2 separate regions of the Mus musculus genome follow, and region 1 is linked to region 2. A link is a contact called in public Hi-C data. All regions are on one chromosome and are shown on one strand. The core of a region is the stretch at or near the end of the contact, and the rest is flanking DNA. Distances in the headings are between cores, read along the strand shown.

What was found. Hi-C and Micro-C count contacts between places; a contact is called where the count stands out from the background.
Region 1: a contact with region 2 is called in a Hi-C map of olfactory sensory neurons, with 2.0 times the contacts expected there. The contact joins the promoter of Ndufs4 here to the enhancer-like site in region 2. A contact is called at or near these places in 1 of 39 promoter capture datasets (macrophages), 4 of 484 Hi-C or Micro-C datasets (granulosa cells, liver, nephron progenitors and 1 more) and 9 of 115 datasets of contacts at active chromatin or transcription factors (CD8 T cells, the SCID.adh cell line, bone marrow-derived macrophages and 4 more).

The regions. Positions count from the first base shown.
Region 1 is chr13:114,384,446-114,391,804 of GRCm38.p6, forward strand. It overlaps Ndufs4 (NADH:ubiquinone oxidoreductase core subunit S4), which reads right to left and starts at 3,649. Exons shown (of 5, transcript NM_010887.2): 1 at 3,514-3,649. The coding sequence starts at 3,611.
Region 2 is chr13:114,343,855-114,350,373 of GRCm38.p6, forward strand. The region is part of intron 2 of Ndufs4 (NADH:ubiquinone oxidoreductase core subunit S4); the gene reads right to left. Among named protein-coding and RNA genes, the nearest start is that of Ndufs4, 41 kb to the right of the region's middle. Within about 2 kb of position 1,602, at least 17 of the 459 cell types and tissues checked have an H3K27ac peak or open chromatin away from gene starts, as enhancers often do. A contact at or near this core is called in the SCID.adh cell line and olfactory sensory neurons, where this site is marked.

The DNA of each region.
Region 1 (7,359 bases), core at 2,399-4,898, 43 kb after region 2:
TTCTTTGTTCAGTTCTGAGCCCCATTTTTTAATGGGGTTATTTGATTTTCTGAAGTCCACCTTCTTGAGTTCTTTATATATGTTGGATATTAGTCCCCTATCTGATTTAGGATAGGTAAAGATCCTTTCCTAATCTGTTGCTGGTCTTTTTGTCTTATTGACGGTGTCTTTTGCCTTGCAGAAGCTTTGGAGTTTCATGAGGTCCCATTTGTCAATTCTCGATCTTACAGCACAAGCCATTGCTGTTCTATTCAGGAATTTTTCCCCTGTGCCCATATCTTCAAGGCCTCCACCACTACCTGGCCAAATAATTCTTTTAAATTCACATTTCTGTAGGCTAGTAGCTACCTGGCTCTCACTAATATGACTCTTAAGATCTACTTTCCCAAATGATTATACAAACATACACATACAAAATAAGTAAATATTTAGTAAAGTAGATAGAAACCAACCTAGTGATGTAGAATGTTTACCAATTTAGACTTTCCCTTGCCATGAAGGTATAGTAAACACAGAACTGATGTCAACAAGTGTCCTCGAGCCACTTCCTCACTGGAAGTCTCTACAGGCTCAACTGCACAGTGGGAAAGGAAACCACAAAATACAGCCAGAGGTTGGGAGCAGAAAAGAGACTTCACTCAAGTCTCATACACCTACACTTCATCACAGAGAAAGGCTAACAGCCTTTGGGGCTCTGCTATCCTAAGAGCCATGCTGCAGGCAAACACAAGATCAGTCTAAATCTGGGAAGTCCTATGAGGAAAGGTAATACACTCATGCATGATCGTGTTAAAAATGATGGGGAAACAAACAGGACAAGAATCTTAAGTCCCACATGTCAACTATTTTGAAAGAGAAACCAACTTATCTGTTGATAGACTCGAATCTTAAATAGGTACAAGTTTTGCCAGAAAACTCCTTAGGATGGCTAGGGAGGGTAAGGGCACGAACGGATGACTGTCAGGACACATATCCGTGGTTTTACTTTTTCTTTCTTACATGCTGGTTTTTTTTTTCTTTACATTGTCATTATAATTGAATCCAAGCGTCAGTGTCATAGGTAAGAGCTTCCTTCGACCACTGACACTGGCTCCCATTCCTCTACCTCTCACCTCTTGCTCCCTCACCACCTGCCTCACAGGTCTGGCTCACCTTCATTTCTTTAAGGATCACAAAAAGTTTTTTTAAAAGCAATTGACATTTAAATTGCCCCATGGGTTGGATTTCTTTCTATTCAGTCTTTACAAATCATTAACTTAAGCATATACAGTAAGAAGTTCCCATATAAGCCGGGCGGTGGTGGCACACGCCTTTAATCCCAGCACTTGGGAGGCAGAGGCAGGCGGATTTCTGAGTTTGAGGCCAGCCTGGTCTACAGAGTGAGTTCCAGGATAGCCAGGGCTATACAGAGAAACCCTGTTTCAAAAAAGAAAAAAAAAAAAGTTTCCATATAAACATGAGGGGAAGCATAATTGTCTCCAGTAAGATGCACATACAAAAGTAAAAAAAAAAAAAAAAAAAAATCGGTAGTGTACAGTCAAAATTATTTCCTCTGGGTTTTAATGTTTTTAACTACGAAAGAAGCACGATCTTATATAACTTATATATATGCTATTTTCAAATCTCTAATAACATATTTACAAGGAAAACCTGTTACATTTAGATGTGTAGTAATAGCTACCCATTTGTAAAATCAAGTATTATCTTAACTTCAACTAACATAACTGTTGAGAAATACACTAATGGTCCCTTAAATTTGTTTTCAGTTCAAGTTCTATAATGAGCACATTAGTATTACATTATGTAAATTAATCTCCATAATGTGTAAGTGGGAAAGGTCTAAACTAGGTCAGCATAAAGTAATCACTGGAGTATTTTATCTTAGAGAACAATTTGGTTTTTCCCAAGTTCCTCATGTGTAAAACACTTTATTACAAATTTATCTTTTACTTTCCACCAGTATTACAGTATTTATTTTCCAGTGACTGCGCTCTCTCTCTCTCTCTCTATATATATATATATATATATATATATATATATACACACACACGCATATATATATCTATTTACAGATAGATAGATAGATAGATAGATAGATAGATAGATATAGTGCTCTACTACTGTCTGCAGAAAAGCCCCCGCCCCACCCTTTCTGCAACTCTGGAGTGCTGGGATTAGAGTTTATGTGCCCGAGGAACGTTTTATTAGGTGCTGGAGACTGAAGCCAGTACATCATGAACTCTAGGCACTCTCTGTACCAACTCAACTCTATCCCCAGTCCCTGAGGCCTTTTACAAATCTCCTGACTTTACTAAGGGCAACCTTTTCTTTCCCACAAAACAACCACTACTTAAAACTGCATCAAAATTTGTCTCCAAAAGTTCCAACCAGCTCACTTTAACTCTGTATTCCCTCTGTATTGAGCTTAACACTAATTTAACAAGCATTTTGATAGATACTAGTTCCCTTTTTCTTTCTTAAAGGTATTTAATGGTTTGGTCTTGTTTGAGACAGGGTCTCTCTAAGTAGCTCTGGCTGTCCTGGAACTCACAGAGATCCAGCCGCCTCTGGTTCTGCCTCCCCAGAGCTGGCTGGCATTAAAGGCTTGTACCAGTGTGCCAGACTTTTCCTTTTTTTTTTTTTTTTTTTTTTTTTTTGTACCACATTCTTCCCACCCCTTACAGACCCATCCTCACTGTGAACATTGAATGTAGTCTCCACAGCATGCAGCTGTCAATACAAGGCCACTCTTCACAGGAGCAAACTTCGAAACAAGTGATAAAACCCAGTATCTTATACACCCAGGAAAACAGAGACTACGTAAAATAGAGCAATGCTGCGGAGGGGGGCGGGGGGGAAGGGAGGGGGCAGTCACCACAAGAAACCTTCCGGCATCTAGGGCTACATAGTGTGATCTGTCTCAAACAAACAAACGAAGTAAACAAATCAAAATAAAAGCCACCTTGCTGCCTGAGAGCGTAGCTCCGTGGTGGAACTTAAGACTGGAACGCACTGGTTAGAAAGACAAAAAACAGGTACGCTGTAACCTTCCGATGGATATTGCTATAAACTCTGAAGTCCTGAGAAGTTTTCCTCTTATGCACAATGATGAATACAACAACCTTTCTGTTTGGAAGCCCAGCCGATATTAACTAAAGCCAGGGAAAGGATAGCAGGGATTTACCCTTTCAGGCTGGAATGGGGCAAGCAGGTGACAAGCGGAAGGGATGTAGGACATTGGGAGAGAGGTCGCCCAGACTCCTCCCCTTCTCAGGAGCCACGATCCAGTTCACAGCTCCTCCGCACAGACCCTCGCCCGTCCGCAGCTGCAGAACCCCAGGCCCCGCAGGCGCCTCGCCGGAAACCAGCGTCGGTCCCCGCATCCCGAGGAAGGGTCAAGGGAGGACGCGTTCCCAAGGCCGCCTCCGGGGCCCAGCCGGCCCAGCCTCCCCCAAAGTGGAGCGACCTGGGAACCCTGAATGAATAGCTCGACAAGGCTGACAGTTATGTTACCTGGATGGAACTCTACAGACGGAAACGGCAGCTGTAGCCATTGCCCTTCGCCCCAACATCGCCTGTCTCAGCGACACTGACATTGAGACCGCCGCCATCTTCCTGTAGGCAAACGCCAGGATGCGAGTACGGATCCCCGCTAGGGACTCACTTCCTCCGTTCTCAAAGCAATGCGGCCGCAGTGAAACAGAGGCATGTTCTGTTTGTTTTCCTTTTGCGATTGAGGACCTAGAAAAGAAATTAAAGTTCTAGCTGAAAGAACTAAAGAGGGAAATGGATGAAAGGACTCAGTGAATGCAAATGATGCCTCTATAGAAAGTAATCCTTGTTAGTAAGGTTGGTCATTTACATTGAGGCTGAGAAGCCCAAAAGAAAACGCTTCGAAAAATGTAAACACCTGTAACTCATAATTTTTCAAAGAACTCGGAATATCTGAGGCTGGGCCCACTGGAAGAGCCGGAGGGCTTCTTGAGTCTTTGAGAAACTAAAGTAGTACTTTCCCAAAGTGTTGCCAGATTCCGTTTGCAAGCCTTCAGAACAGGCTGCACTCAGTTTGATGGTCTGTAGTTATAATAATCATATTTTCCACACTAAAAAGCTAGCCTCGCAAAAAAAAAAAAAGGAAGAAAGAAAGAAAGACCATATGGATTTACATGAAATCTAGTGGGGGCTGGGGATGTAGCTCAGTTGGTAGAGTGCTTGCCTACCTAGCATACAGGTACCAAAGGCTTGGTGATCTGCTCTTATAAGCCTTTGATTTGAGGTTGAGGGTAGAGTATGGAAGGTTGTCACTGGAACTACCAAGCAAACACCTCGCCCCCCCCCCCGCGCCCCACCCGGAAAAGGGGCGGAGCCATCTTGATTATTCTTCCTATCTCCATCATCCCTTCCATTTGTCACCCATTCCATTCCAATGGCCATTAAAAGTAACAAAAAGCAAAGATTATAAACGATAACCAGGTTTAAGTGTCCTATCTAATCGCACCTGGCTCCTCAGTGCTTCAACAAACCTTTTCTTTTCTTTTCTTTTTGTTTCCAAGTCTGCGATGTCAAATCCAGGGACAGGTGTGCAGTTCATCACTGATCTACATTCCTAGCTTCTTTGTTTCTTGTAAGAGACAGTATCTCTCGATGTTATCCAGGCTAGACTTCAACTTACCACCCTCCTTCTTCAGCCTCCAGAGTATTCACAGACCTTTTCATCCACTAATGTCTTCAACGTTGTTTCTCAAACGATACCCCAACACTGATGGGAGAACATTAGTTTTCATATTGATATAGCGTTGGCCTGGGTATTCACAATACCTGTCATGATTCTTTCTTAATGTACTTATTTATGTATGTATGCATACAAATGGGTGCCACGGCACATGTGGAGGTCAGAGAACAGCTTTCAACAGTCAGTTTTCTCATTCTAACTAATGTCATAGGTTTGGTGGCAAGTACTTTACCACTGAGCTGTCTAGCGGAGCCTCTTAGGGTGGTCCTTGGTTGCTCTTTTTGCCTCCATCTTTGAAATGTATTTAGAATTTGATTATGTTCCCTGCCTCTCCTAGTAGGACTCTGATCCAAACCACAGTCCCCCTCTGCAGGGATGTTTGCATTTGCCCAATCTGCTTCAGCTCAGCAATCAAAACTATGGGGTCAGAAGTCACACATTCCCCTCTTTTCTACTAAACACCTTTTCTAGCTCAGCTCATCCTCGGAAAAGCCAGACACCTTATTATAATATTTTTTAAGGCCAATGTAGGGACGAAGATGTAGCTCAGTGGTATGGCATTGGCTTATCGTGGACATATGCCTGAGTTCAGGCCTAACACTGGAAGGGAAAAAGACTCCTGACTTTACTCACTTACTCTGTTAGAACTTACTCTGTTCTCCGTCAGTTGCTATACTCTAAACCCAATAGATATTTCCCAATATACCAGGCATGATTCGGTCTGAAAGACTTTACCTTGGACATTCTCTAGGCCCAGGATGCTTTTCTAGCATCTGGAATACTCTTCTCCCAGTGATCTCCTCTTTCCCTTGCCCCTGCTCTCTGTCTCTGTCCTTCCTCCTATAATTTTCTCACATGTCCCCTTCACTGGGAGGCTCTTTCTAACCTCCAATTTCAATCTCACCCTAGAAATTTCTGTATGAATTTCCAGGCTTCTTTTACTTCTGCTTTGCATTTTGTACGTTGTAGCCGTTTGTGGAAGTTCTATAATATGACCAGGGAGGCAAGAGCAAAAATCCTTTGAGAAATAAGATTGATTTCATTTTTTATGGCTTATTTAATTTTATTGTGCATGCACTGATGTTTTTGCCTGCATGTATGCCTGTGTGAGGGTGTCAGATCCCTTGGAATTGGTTTTATAGACTGTTGTGAGCTGCCGTGTGGGTGCTGAGAATTGAACCCAAGACTGCGAGAACAGCTGAATTCTCAACTGCTGAGCCCTCTCTCCAGCCCCGAAGATCAATTTCCTAGTGGCTTTTCTTACCTCCAGGAAAAATTTGTCTTTTAAATTCTGCAATAAATATTGACCAAATAAAGATTTTTCTTTTTACTTACAATAATTACCAAGCTATATAATTTGATTCTCACTTTTTACCTAAATGTATACCACGGTCCATACTGGACTATCCCGAACACCAATTTATATAACATTGATTTATGACTCTTTCCCGGGGATTATCATTGCTTTTGGGGCAAAGAGAAAAATACCTGATCTTCTCAAAACAGGCTATTTCCGGTCTTCTTCACCAGACTCCTTCCACTCTGCTCACCAGAAGTTTTTCTCTCTTATGCCCCAGTCTTCCATAGGCTGTTGCTCACTGGAGTACTCTTTCTTGCCAATTCCCTCACTATCCCATAGGCCCCCAGATCCTACCTATTACTTTATATCATTGTATAAGGTAGCAACTACATCTCAGACCCTTCCCTACCTCCCTCTTCCTTGTTGATGGAACCTAACACCTACAAAACGAGACCAAAACTGCTGTATACTTGCTTTCCCTGAAGAGATATTGCAGCTAGCACATTACTTGGTCCAGAGCCAGTAGGATCTGAAATCCCTTATGAGAAAAGAAAGGCTTCTTGGGTCAGGGGAAGGTCAAGCAACAAGGGAGATAGAGGAGGAGAAACAGGAGGAGGAGAAGGAACGGAGGAAAGAAGAGGAGGAGGTGGAGGAGGAAGAGGAGGAGAAGAAGAAGAAAGAAGAAGAAGTAACAATGCCCCTTATCCATCTTTTGCTGGTCATTATATAAGGACATAATATCTGGAGTTGTGGCTTCTTCTTAGCAAGAAGGGATCAATGGTAGCCCACAAGACAGGAAGGAAGAACATAGAAAAGGAAAGAGCCTATGTTTTTAATGACAACATTGATCTGGCTTTGAACCAACCTCGAGCAAAATATGTCCACACTTTGTGCGATGTCAGATAGCAAATAGCTTAATTATTACACCACTATTTATTAGGCATGCTATGTCTAAAAACATGCTAGGAACATCTTTTCTGATGCTCTTATATGTAATGTTCTGTTTTTTGTGACTGCATAAATTCTTTGTGTAGATGTCCTTCGGATAGTATCCTTCTCCTCCCTAGTGTCTCCCTTGCTTAATTTTTAATTCAATGTAGTTTTCTTTCTTTAGAGTGCAAAGCCAGTTATCCAAGGAAAGGACCATATCTGTTTCTGCTGGTTATTCTCCCAACACGTAGCCCAGTTCATTGTCTCCTTCACTGCTCTCCCCTCTTCTGACAGAATCTTGGTATGTAGCCCGGGCTGGATTCAAACTCATCCTCCTCCTACCTCAGCCTCCTGAGTGTTGCGAGGTCAAGCCTGATGCTTCATTTGGTCTCATACT
Region 2 (6,519 bases), core at 352-2,851:
CTTAAAAAAAAAGCCAGATTTATGAATGACTAAAAGCGTCTTATTTTATTGGCTTTAGATTAGAGGCACACTCATAACCATAATACCTTCATAATGGTAAAAAGCAGCATTAACTAGTTTACGAGAAAAATAATTAAGCATATACATGAAAATGATTTCAAATGCCAGTATTATTTGGACTTAGATCTGGGACAATGGACTAAGGTGTACATTTTACATATCAAAACAGACCAAGACTTCTGGTGCTCCTAGCACCCTCAGTCCCTACATGGCATACCCTGCTGGCTGCTCTTCCTCCAGAGCCTCCTTCCTATATAATGCAGACATTTTGCTTGCTCGTGTTCTCTCTCCCTTTCCCTCTCTCTGCTCACTGCAAGGTCTCTTTCTCTCCACCCACCATGGTGACTTCCCTGGCCTTCTCCTCTGGGGCCAGTGAACTCTCTGCCAGAGCACAGCTTCCCAATAAACCAGCCTTTAATATAATCTAATCTGGCTTAAAGTGGCTCATCTCACTAGAAGCATGAGTGGCATGTGACAACATGCAGTGAGCACTTTGAACAAAGGGATGATGACAGCCATCAGAGTTTTCAGAAAACTAATCTACGAATGCCACCTGCTCAAGCTCACTCTGTAGCACTTTCAGTAAGAATGGAATCAACTCTGATAAGAATCCCTTTTCTATCTTTGTAGTCATATTTTTACTGGGGTAATTGTTAACTTAAATTTCGACAAATAAGCAGTCAGTGCACTAAAATAAAATGCATACTAACTTGATTTAAAAGCAATTAAAAGTGTACTGTATGCAAGTTCAACTCATGCTTTGGTTATTTAGGGAGAACAACTACTCAGAATCTTAAAAGACAAGTTTACCTTTCCTCTCTCTAAAGCAAGGGCATTCTTTGCCCAGCCTCCATGCCCAGCTCCTCCCCTTAGAGGAGCCAAATGCAAAGCAGCACTTGCAAGCTTTCCTTCCATCTGTAGCAGGCACCACATAGTTTGAAATAATAATGGTGCAACCCACAAAAATGTTTTTTAAAAAACTATGCTCGTAAGTGTAAGTTTATAAGATTATTTTAGAATATTTTGAATATTTGATATTTGAATTCTCATTAGTGAAAAGATGAGTTAGAAATTTATACACAACAACCAAAAGCATTCTTAGGAGTTATCCTTAAATTTTTCCTACACTCTAATACAAAATTCTTGATTAATAGTAATCCAGGGAAACAATTCTACTCCCAGAAGACTTGGTTCTGTAACAACGCCATTATGTATAGCTCCCAAGGGAGAGATGTTTCTTACACTAGGAGAATGCTAATAGACTTCCCCCTGTTACATTCAGTGCCGTAAGGACCGAGTGCATATTGTCAATACACAATGATTCTGAGAAACAAAAATTACTCATCAGCCTAACATTCACAAAACACTATACAGAGCCCTTCATTTATACCCTTGACAGAAAATTTTGCACATAAGAATTTAAAAGTTTTTTTAAAAATTTTTATTGGAATCTGAAAAGTCACAAATTATACTCAAGTCTAAGCTACTGCTAGAAGAAATGACACGTGACTTGGTAAAATCAGATTCCCACATTAACTCTCATGAGCTTCCAGCGCTCTGTAAACTCTCCTTATATAAGGCTGCCTGTGAGCTACAGCAAGTGCTGCTGCTGTGCGCGAGCTGCTGTCATGGAAAGGCAGGCAATACCTGCCACCACACCTGCATGCACAACTGTAGTGGCGCAAGAAAAGCTGGCCTCAGCATTTTAGAGATTGAGCGCGATCGCAGGGTACTCAGTGCTAAGTCCCTGGGTCTCCCGGAGAACTCGGAGCCCTGGGCTGCTTCCCCAAGGAGAAGACTCAGAGGGATGACTTGTTACTGCCTCAGGAGTTTGTTACACTTTTAGATGTTACTGGAAGTCCAAAGATGTTTTGCTTTGTTTTGTTTATAAGCTATAGCTAGAGATATTCACTGTGATAAATTCTAATGCAGTAAAATTATAACAAACTCTTAAGTTGCGATATATTTTTTATTTTTGAAGCTGTCTTTAATAGACATCTCGCTTACTGGAAGGTGACTGAGTTCTGACATCTAATGAGCTCATACATTTTAATGGGGTGTTGCCCTGGTTCCAGTACATGAAAACAATGCATTTTCATATAAACATTAGTCAGAAAAACCAAGTCTTCAATAGCTTCTTATCTGGCTATAATTCATTGTTATCTTAAACTTTAAAACTTTACCATGCATTTGTTATACTGACTCTAGATATGTATATGCATGTATGTATGCCTTTATGTATGTATATGCATATTTACTCCAAATACAGATTCCAAACATATTTCACATTTAAAAAAAATTACATTTGTTAATGAAAATTCCAATCACACCAAGTAGGCATAAAGTACTACAAAGACATCAAATTTATTAAGGTCAGAAGCAGAACCAAGATCTATAAAATTGTAATTTTCAGGACTGGAGTGGGAGCTCAGTTGGTAAAGTGCAAGGGAGAGAGCCCAGTTCCTCGGCAGCCATGCTAAAGGCCAGGCATGACTTACACTGGGAATTTCAGCAGCGACACGTGGAGAATGCGGGATTCCTGGGACTCCACAACCAGTTAGCATAGCCAGAGTAGCAGGAGAGCTTCGTCTCAAAACAAAGGTGGGCAGCCCCTGAGGCCTCCACTGCTGAGGCTGACTCCCGGCTTCTCAGCGCGTCACACAGGACAGCCACACAGGTGCGCAAGCTTACATCCACACAGCCAGCCACACATGCGCAACAAGCAACAAAGCTGCATTTGAACTAAAAAGAGAATTCTAACTTTCACTGGAAAGCTCAAGTTCACCAAGAGCAACATTTCTTGAAGTTAGTAAGTTAACTTTGGGAAAATGTCTGCCACACACTAACGACCACGTAACAACCACAGTCAGTCTGTCATCTTGATGCAGTTTCAGTTAAAAGTTGTGCCATAAAATGTGGTGAACTCCATCTGCAACAATCTGAAAGCACACAGGGCTGTTCCTAAGGACCGCTACTGTGCTCTGCTGAGCAGCACACAAGTTCCACACATACTTTTCTGTTGCTACCTGGAGCATAAAAAGATGTGTATACAGAGTTGAAATTTAAAATGTTAAAATTTTTTTCCCTGGTTCTTTACAGAAGCTAGTTTGTATTTTTCAAACTAACTGTAGAGAACAGAAGAATGTAATGACTAGTAAGTAACTTATCCCCTTGTTCGGGTTTTTGTTTGTTTTTGTTTTTTTGAGGGGAGGGGAGTGAGTGTTAACACAGTGAGAAGGGCAATTACAGATGGTGTAATTATGAAAATAATTCACTTCATAGACCATCTAAAGTCTTATGCACACTCACTGGCCATCCTTTAAGACAGTCTTAATTTAACAGACCAAAAAGCTGGCAGCAAATTGAATATACAAAAAAAGGCTGACACAGAAAACGGCACACCCTACGTAGTATTTGGGAAGACCTTAGAACAATGGATACAGTTATTTTTCAAAAAAGCAATTAACATAAAATTAAGAAGTGACCTTCACACCCTTTCTGAAAACAGAGAGTTTGCAAACAGGAAAATATGTTACTGTTGTTGTACAGGTCTATGGCTTGTCCTTTCTTTCACAAATCAATAGAAATACGGTTTGACAGGAGGACCTAGACAAGAGGACCATCTCAGTCAACAACAGTTACATCACTCTCCAGAACATCTGCATTCCTTTTAGGTTTAATTCTTCCTGACCCACACCTAGCCCTGCTAACCACTAATAAATTTCTTATCCTTAGAGTTTTCTAATACCTAGGATATCATATAAATAAAAATTATATAGCATATACCCTTTGAGGCTGGCATAACTGATGCATATATTTTCTGGATATAATTTTCATTAAATACATTTAACAAATATATTTTACTTATGTGTGTCTTGTTTACCATTTCTTTCTCCTCAAGGCCCATAGCTTTTGAAAAACTTTTGTTACATTTGAATTGACTTTGTGGGTGTATTTTTATGTGTTCTATAGCCCCAGGTGACAATCAAAGGACAATTTGTGAGTATCAGCTCTCTCCTGTTACGAAATAAGATCGAAGGATCAAATTCAGGTCAGCAGACTTGGTGACAGACATCTTTATTTACTGAGCACTTCACTGGCCCTGTCTTATATTTGTTTTTAAGCACACTTTAATTGTGAAAAGCCCAATTTTATGACCATTGAAGACCATGAACTGAGCTCTTCTGGTGTCCTAGCTAAGAATCACTTGTCTGACTCAAAGCTACAAACATCTCCTCTCTCCTTATCTTTTAGAAATTTTATCTATTTTAGTTTAAAATTTAGTACCACAAATTTATATTTAGAACTGAAAGTTAAATCTTGGTTATGGCAATAGACATACATGAAGTGTTTATTGCATAAAAGTATAGAATATTCTCATTTGAAAAGAATAAACTTTCTTCTTAAGAAAGAGCCTTTTTGTTTCTTTGATCTTTGAGACAGGGTCTCATGAAGTTCGGCTGATCTCAGTCTTGCTATGTAGCCAGGATGGTCTTGCGGTCTAGGTCCTCCTGCCTCTACCTCCTTAGTACTAGAACTGCAGGTGTGTGCTTATTGCCACACCCATGTACACACGACTTTCTAACAGTCTGCTTCATCAGTAGTATGAACAGAAGCCTGCCAAGGAAATGAGGGCCAATTAACTGGGACTTTTTTAAGCCGAGAAGCAGTTGTTTAGTCCAATAAAAGAGGTAAAAGATTAGACTATGTCTCCCAATCTCGTGGATTAGATTCTTCCCAGCAGCCTTCTCTCATGTTGCCTGCAACCCTAGCCCTAACAGCTTAGCTTTTGTCTATTTCATTTATTGGATTCTCCTGTAGGATTTCTCGGGGTCGGGGGTAGAGAGGGGGAGGGTAAAACTTTTTTTTTTTTAAGTAAAACTAACTAGATTCTATAGAAACAGTAGGTGTATTAATGATTAAACAAATAAACAGAAACAAGTATACGAACTCTATAAACTGTTTTTTTTGTTGTTGTTGTTCTTGATTTTCTTTTTCTTTTTTCTTTGGTCTTTTGAGGCAGGGTTTCTGTGTAGCCTCAACTGTCCTAGAACTTGCTCTGTAGACCAGGCTGGCCAGGAACTCAGAGATCCACCTGCCACTGCATCCCCAGTATTGGGATGAAAGGCGTGCACCACCATGCCTGGCATAATAAGTTGTTTTATATTACGTAAGAGCAACATTAAGGTGATAGTTCCACATCCTTTAAAATATTCATGGGATTATCTTTACATTCTCAAATACTTTAATCATTAATGTCTATACATACATGTAGCATATATGTATAACAATCTTGTTTTTGCTCAAAATGCAAATATAATTAATTTCAAATACTCTGTGTTTGTAAATGCTCTTCTGAATTCTTGATCTTCTCAAGTTACTTATTTAGCTCTTCTTTAGAAGCTGTGTAGGAACAAGACATGAAAATCTAGCAGTATTTTATTACCTACAACTTGAATATAAAAATAAATAACTAAAACTCTAAGTTAGGGCTTTGGTTACCCCTTTTAAATATTATTCCAACAACTGTGACTATGTGCAGGAACTCAGATTTCTAATAGACTAATGTACTGGCACTTGACTAACATACTTCCAGAAAATAACAATACTAGGGGCAATGGCTATAGCGCAAAATCCCCTGGTGATATACATCTGATTTTGTGATGCTAAACCTCCTCCATGACTTGTTTAGAGCAATAAGAAATCAGATGCTTCTTTAGAAAAGAAAGAACCAGGAAGCACTAGTGATAAACTCCATAAAACTTGAATAGCCAATAATACTGTAACAATAAGTCAATCTCTGGGTTTCAAAGAGATGGTCAAGAAAATTCAACCACAGGCTGGAGAGATGGCTGAGTGGTTAAGAGCACTGACGGCTCTTCCAGAGGAAGAGCAGCAACCACGTGGTGGCTCACAACCATCTGTACTGGGATCCGATGCCTTCTTCTGGTGCGTACTCACATACATAAAATAAATAAATCTACAAAAGAAAACTCAAACACTAGTGCTGTTGTCATTAGCTGGTGATTAGAACACATGATAGCAAAGAGTCGTCCCTTCTCCATACAACTGCCCTGTTCCTTTTATTCTTGACTAACCACATATATTTGATTATGATTTTTAAAATGAATAGACTGTTACTATGAAGCATCTAGGTAGGGGGAGCAGAAACTGAAAGCAAGAAAAAAAAATAACAAGTTCCATATCTACAGAATACCCTACAAATGAATCCTACAAAGCAAACCTAGGCAGAAAATCAGAAACCAAATCATGCAAGGCCCTGAAGGCCATCAGGATTTTAGTGTTAACTGTTAAGGCAATAGGAACCGCCAAAGGATTATACACATGAGATGATGAAAACAACATTTTTAAAAAGTCTATTCTGACTATCCTGGAGAGAATGAATCAGGAGACTAAAATACATGGGAAGACCAATTATGACATCATTGCAGTAATTTA